2 separate regions of the Mus musculus genome follow, and region 1 is linked to region 2. The links are chromatin contacts, called in public HiChIP or PLAC-seq maps. All regions are on one chromosome and are shown on one strand. Each heading gives the region's core, a stretch centred on a gene start, on an enhancer-like site or on the middle of the called end of the contact. The rest is flanking DNA. Distances are from core to core; before and after follow the strand shown.

Region 1 (2,700 bases), core at 94-2,593, 320 kb after region 2:
ATTAGTAACTCATAAGAATGTCCATGGCATGGTGACTTTCATTATGGTTCACATCATCTGGGAGGAATATTGTCTATTCCTGCAGGATAGTTATATTAAAACCCCTTTAAAACTGTGTTACAATTTTTAATTAGCTTACAAACTAATAGATTTCCATAAGGCTTCTTCATTTTGTTAATACATACAGTAACACTTATTTCTTCTATCTACCTACCTCATTCTATAGTTATACTCTAAATTCAAACTACCCAGACCTCTGTTACATCCCCTGTATACTACTATTGCTTTGGTTAGATTCACGTGGCTTACAAGACTGTAAGTATCTGTATAGCTTTTCACACAGTCTTCATTTTGGACACTTACACTAATAGCAAAGTATGCCAAGAAGTAAAACTCAAAGACACAGATCTCAATCTTGGAAGTGTTATGTTTGTCAGTGACAATAACAACAAGCATGATATATAAATAAATAAAATGCAATCATAGTTGCATCAAAGACAGAAACACTGAGAGGTCTATATTTTCATTTTGAGGATGTTGAATTTAAAAAGCAGAGACTATTAGCTGGTGAAAATGTATTTGAACAAGAAGGACCATGTTACAGTTCCAGCAAGCAGCAGAAGTTCCATAATTGACCACAAAGTTTTGGCTTTGGTCGAGGGTACCAAAAAAAAAAAAAAAAAAAAAGTGTGTGTGGGGAATTATGGAATCTTCCTCTACGCCTAAGGAAAGCTACTGAGGTCAGACCTGGATCAGTGGTGACCTAGCATAGAGATGTCATTGTATGAAGCTGTGAAGCTGAAGCCTAGGTTTCCTTGGAGATTCAAAGATGTAATAGATGCCAAAGTCATAAGACACCTGCCAAAGAAAACTGCTAATAGGATGTGGAACCAACCCAAGAAAGAGAAGTGTGTTGCAGTCAACAAAGGTGAAAAGGTATTATTACAAATAATACATATTATTATACACTGGTACAATAATGTAATGATGATCTGACATCAGGAGTGGAGAAGCAGAATTTGGAGTTTGTCTTGATGGTTTAAGTCTTGTTTTGATCCAGTTTTTTTTTTTTCACTCACCTCCATTTAGGAATGGTAATGTACATTCTGTGCCATTGTATGTTGGAAGTATCTGATCTGCCTTTTTTCTTTTACAGGGATTACAGGTAAGAGATTGGCATGAGACTCAGAAGAGGCTGAACTTTTAAACAATGTTGCTATTATTGAGTTTGGGAATTTTTACCGTTGTACTAAAAGCTGTTTTGCATTAGGACTCCAAGACAGTGAGTATAGAGAATGGAATGTAGTAGAACTACAAGACAGTGGGTATAGGGAATGGAACGTGGGGATTTGAGTAAGAACGGCCCCCATTCGCTCATGGATTGGAATGCTTGGTCATCAGAGATTGGCATTATTAGGCGATACATCCTTGTTGGAGGATGTAAGTCATTATGGATGGCATTTGAGGTTTCCAAGTCACAGGCCAGCCTTAGTTGCTCTCTTTCTCTTTTTTTCTTCTGCCTTTGAATCTGGATCTAGAGGTCTCAGCTATCATGACTGCCTGCAGTACACTGCCATGTTTCCCAGTATGATAATAATGAATTAAATCTTTGAAACTGTAAGAAAACCCCATTGTTTCATTTACAGGAGTTGATTATGATAGCTCTTTACAAGAATAGAATACTGACTAAGACAAGTATGTACACAGACGTGTGTGTGTGTGTGTGTGTGTGTGTGTGTGTGTGTGTGTGTGTGTTTGTGTGTGTGTAAGGAGGTCAACCTCTTGTGCATTTCCAGAGGATCCATCCACCTTGTTTTTTTGAGAGAAGTTCCCTCAATGGGATCTGTCTCACTGGTTAGGAAGACTGGCTAGCAAACTCCTGACCAAAATCCAATAACATTGAGATTATAACTGCATGCCATCATACCCATTATTTTTACAAGGATGGAGTGGATGGGGCTGAAGCCCTCGTAGTTACGCTGCAAGGGCTGTGTTTACTTCTAAGTTATACTTTTCTATAAACTCATACTCATATTTAGATAGCCATCATCATTTATATAGTTTAAAATGTACAGTAAAGCATTTGAGCAGAGGCAGAGTGGGAGATAGAAAGTTTATTGAACATTGTGGTAAGCCACAAATAGCACTACTGTGGTCGACTATTATGGAGGTGGCTTGCATAATTTGTATGCCTTGGGGCATGCTGATGGAATAGTAAGTCATTTTTCCAGGCCCATTGGTAATGGTTCTGAGGATACTAGAACCACACATATTGTACAATGTTAGAGTCTCCAAAGATGACTCCACTCCACAGCTTATTGACTACAGAGTTTTCTTCTCCTGCTTCCCCTGAGCCACACAAATTTCATGAGACCAGTAAAGAAATTAAAAATGAAAATAATTCAATTTGGGCAAAAGGGCATGAAATGGTCATAAAAGGCGATGTAGAGTGACTGAGTTATCCATCACAAGGAAATCTGTCAATCTCATATTCTCTTAAAGAGGTCCAAGATAATTGTGGTCAGTTTCTGTTTTAATCATTAACTCTTATTGGGAAGTGTATGATTTATTGCACATAATGTTTTCTTATTGTCTCAAATTAGAATTAATGTTGTGGGTGACCTAGAACTTCTGTACTCTAGCTACTGCTGATGGGTATTTTTGACTTGCTGTAGAGGGCTGCACTGACCCATAGCTCTG
Region 2 (2,801 bases), core at 271-2,770:
AGAAGCATTAAAAAAAAAGAAAACCAGTAACAACAATAAAACAAATCCAAAACCCACCCCAACCGGTTCTCTGAGAGAGTGAGAGTGAGAGTGAGAGAGAGAGATCCCCAGAATGCAAGAGGCAGTGATTATAACAATATAGATTTACTAGATTCTGAACAAATACTTCCATCTTCCAATTCCATGTGCTCTGACAACTTGAAAGTATGAAATAATACTTTTGCAAACTTAAGCCCTCTCACTTTGGCCCCTTCCCAAGCAGCAAATACAAGTTATGGGCCACATTATTAGTGCACTCTTTGTTGTTAAGAGCCGCCCTCCACTCCCATCTGCCCTCCACTCCCATCTGCCCCCATTGTAGAAGAAACAAGTATGAACGTGAAAGCATCTCTTAACTGAGAGTGTTAACTCTCAGCTAACTGTAACCCTCTTGCTGAGAACGGGAGAGATCAAATCTTGGGGTCGGCCTCAACAGAACAATGGTTTTCAGCACACTGGTCAGGGTGCAGTCTAATTCAGAAGAGTCCTTCAGAGTCACATCTGTCCATTTCGCTTTCTTGCGTATATCCCCAAGCAAGCACAGATGCCGGTAATGCTGAGAACCACACCTAATAAGAGTGCAATCGCGTCTCCAGCTTCCACTGCTTCAACAACAGGCAGGATCAAAAGCAGCGAAGCGAGGACTAAGATCAATTGCGTTGAAACTGAATTCATGATGCTAGGATCTGGAGGGCTGAACTTGCCTAGAAGTTAAACACCGAACAAAAGAAACTGTTAAAAAAAAAAGCCTTATTTTTTTTTTTTTGAATGACAATATTAATATAAAACAATCTTTTAGACTGGAATTTGTGAATCATTTCAGATGTCAGTTTAAGATGACAAAACTAAAGACAGTCATTTTAGGTTATCATTAGAAAAGAGAGGGAAAAATGCATAAGATACTTGCCAAATAAAATACCCTAACAGGTAAAAGTCACATTTTATTAGCATGTCTCTTATCTAGAAAATTCAACACAACACGTGACTCTGTGAAGTTGTAAGGAATTAATAAGACTTACCGAAACAAGGGTATAAGTAATTCTACCCAACGTGAAATATTCTCTTTGGAACTTCCGGATGCTGAGGCTAAGAGGTTACTCGTGACACAGCCTATTTTAAAGAGGAAGCTAGAGTCAGTGAGAAACGAACAGCAAGGACAGAAATTGGTAACGAGTACAGAAAACACTCCCTAACAGTTCCTTCAAAAAGAGACTACTAGATTTAAAGTTAGTTCTCACACACAGATTGCTAAATGAAACCAAGCCGAGAAGCAAATTCATCCCAAGATCTAACATAAAGATCTGGAATTCCTTCGCCCTGGGAGGGTGCAAATTTGTTGGGTTGTGCAAGTACACTAGGAGAATCAATCCTGGAATCCCCGGGAGCGGAGTTTGTACCTTACCGGACCGAAAGCAGCCATTACAGGAATGGAGAGCAGGGCGGTGTCGCCAGACTACATTTCCCACAAGCCCTGCTGCCTACTCCCGTCATGCACAGCGCGCTCTGGGATCCCTGACTGAGGGATAGACCACAGGCTGCTTGTTGTTCGGGTTTCACAAGTTTGCCCTCTGGTTTTACTGTTAAAGAGAGGGTGAGTGTTCAAGAAAAGGTTTAGTGAATTCGTAGGACTAACGAAACAACAATACGTGTTTTCTGCCCTGTAAAGGAATTCTAGCCGCATGAATATGTCTTGTTAGTACTCTGAAATAAGGAAGTAACCGTGGGAGAGGGTAGCTGAGGGAAGCCATCTGTTTGGGAATGTTTCAAACCTGGGGCCTTCCAACATTTCTGCAGCAGAAAATCCCCGTTATCATTTTCCAAATGTGCCTAATGACATTTGCTAATTTTTTAAAACTAACGGGGAAAATAAGCACATTTAATCAGAAAGTTTGGAAAATATTGAATCATTTGTGGTGCAAATCAGGTTTAGAAAATATGGTTTCAGCCCTATACACAGATCTTTTCCGATTCGAATTCTTGTCTTTTTCAGAATGTTCACTCTCCACAGCCTCCCAATATTTTAAGATGCCAAGTTTAGTACTCAAAACCATTATAAGTATTATTCACATGCATCTGTAAGCATTAACTTTGAAAAGTTCTTGAAGTCTTGTTACCTGGGATATCCATACTAAATGTTCCTTCTGGCCCGAGCACTTTCATACTTACTGACAATTTGTCATCTTCTCATTGTAAGTTACTCACGGTGCTGAGTTAGAGGTGCCCGGACTTGTCCTGATAAAAATCATGCGAATACTGTGGGCACACTCAGTTGAGTGTCTATAATCAGCTTGTATTCTTGTGTTGTTGGTTCTCCTTTTAAACACAGTTGTATCTCTCTGACGGTAATGATTTATACTTCTGCTTCCCAAAAGACGTTTGGCAGGAACTTCAGCGACATTAGCTAGGAACAATAATTTGATGAAATAAATGTGCCAAGATTTTACAGGAGCTTCACAGAGGTGGTGAACACATTAAAGCAAGTTGTGTCTGATAGATTGACAGTGTTGTTTTTCTAAAGTTAATTATTTTAACAAATTCACTCTAATTGCACTTGTCTTATGTTGCTTTTGGCTTTGTATCTTTCCTATCAATTAGTTTTGGAATAGGACCTCTTGCTTTTATGACTTCCAAAATATCCTCCTACATTCCAGTGTTTTCATTTGGGAGGTTTTATTTTTCCTTATGTATTTGTTTCAGCTAGTGGAAGTCTGCAGACTAAAGTTAGTGCTTGTACACTTTTCTGTTCCTGAGTCTGTAAAGTG

Evidence for each region. HiChIP or PLAC-seq counts read pairs in DNA pulled down with a chosen protein or histone mark.
Region 1: a contact with region 2 is called in a CTCF HiChIP or PLAC-seq map of the NIH/3T3 cell line, with 11 read pairs. The contact joins the enhancer-like site here to the promoter of 2610001J05Rik in region 2. A contact is called at or near these places in 8 of 39 promoter capture datasets (the 3T3-L1 cell line, the C10 cell line, cancer-associated fibroblasts and 3 more), 1 of 15 datasets of contacts at CTCF or cohesin (the NIH/3T3 cell line), 7 of 484 Hi-C or Micro-C datasets (the AML12 cell line, adipose-derived mesenchymal stem cells, cerebral cortex and 2 more), 7 of 115 datasets of contacts at active chromatin or transcription factors (the NIH/3T3 cell line, astrocytes, bone marrow-derived dendritic cells and 3 more) and 1 of 9 other capture datasets (pancreatic islet).

Annotation. Positions count from the first base shown.
Region 1 is chr6:14,194,193-14,196,892 of GRCm38.p6, forward strand. No RefSeq gene overlaps it. Among named protein-coding and RNA genes, the nearest start is that of Gm38767, 180 kb to the left of the region's middle. Within about 2 kb of position 1,344, at least 15 of the 459 cell types and tissues checked have an H3K27ac peak or open chromatin away from gene starts, as enhancers often do. A contact at or near this core is called in the NIH/3T3 cell line, adipose-derived mesenchymal stem cells, cancer-associated fibroblasts and 1 more, where this site is marked.
Region 2 is chr6:13,869,998-13,872,798 of GRCm38.p6, forward strand. 2610001J05Rik (RIKEN cDNA 2610001J05 gene) reads right to left here and starts at 1,521. Exons shown (of 3, transcript NM_001352887.1): 1 at 1,442-1,521; 2 at 1,059-1,149; 3 at 1-743. The coding sequence starts at 714. The coding sequence ends at 535. 1110019D14Rik (RIKEN cDNA 1110019D14 gene) reads left to right here and starts at 1,572. Exons shown (of 3, transcript NR_045995.1): 1 at 1,572-1,630.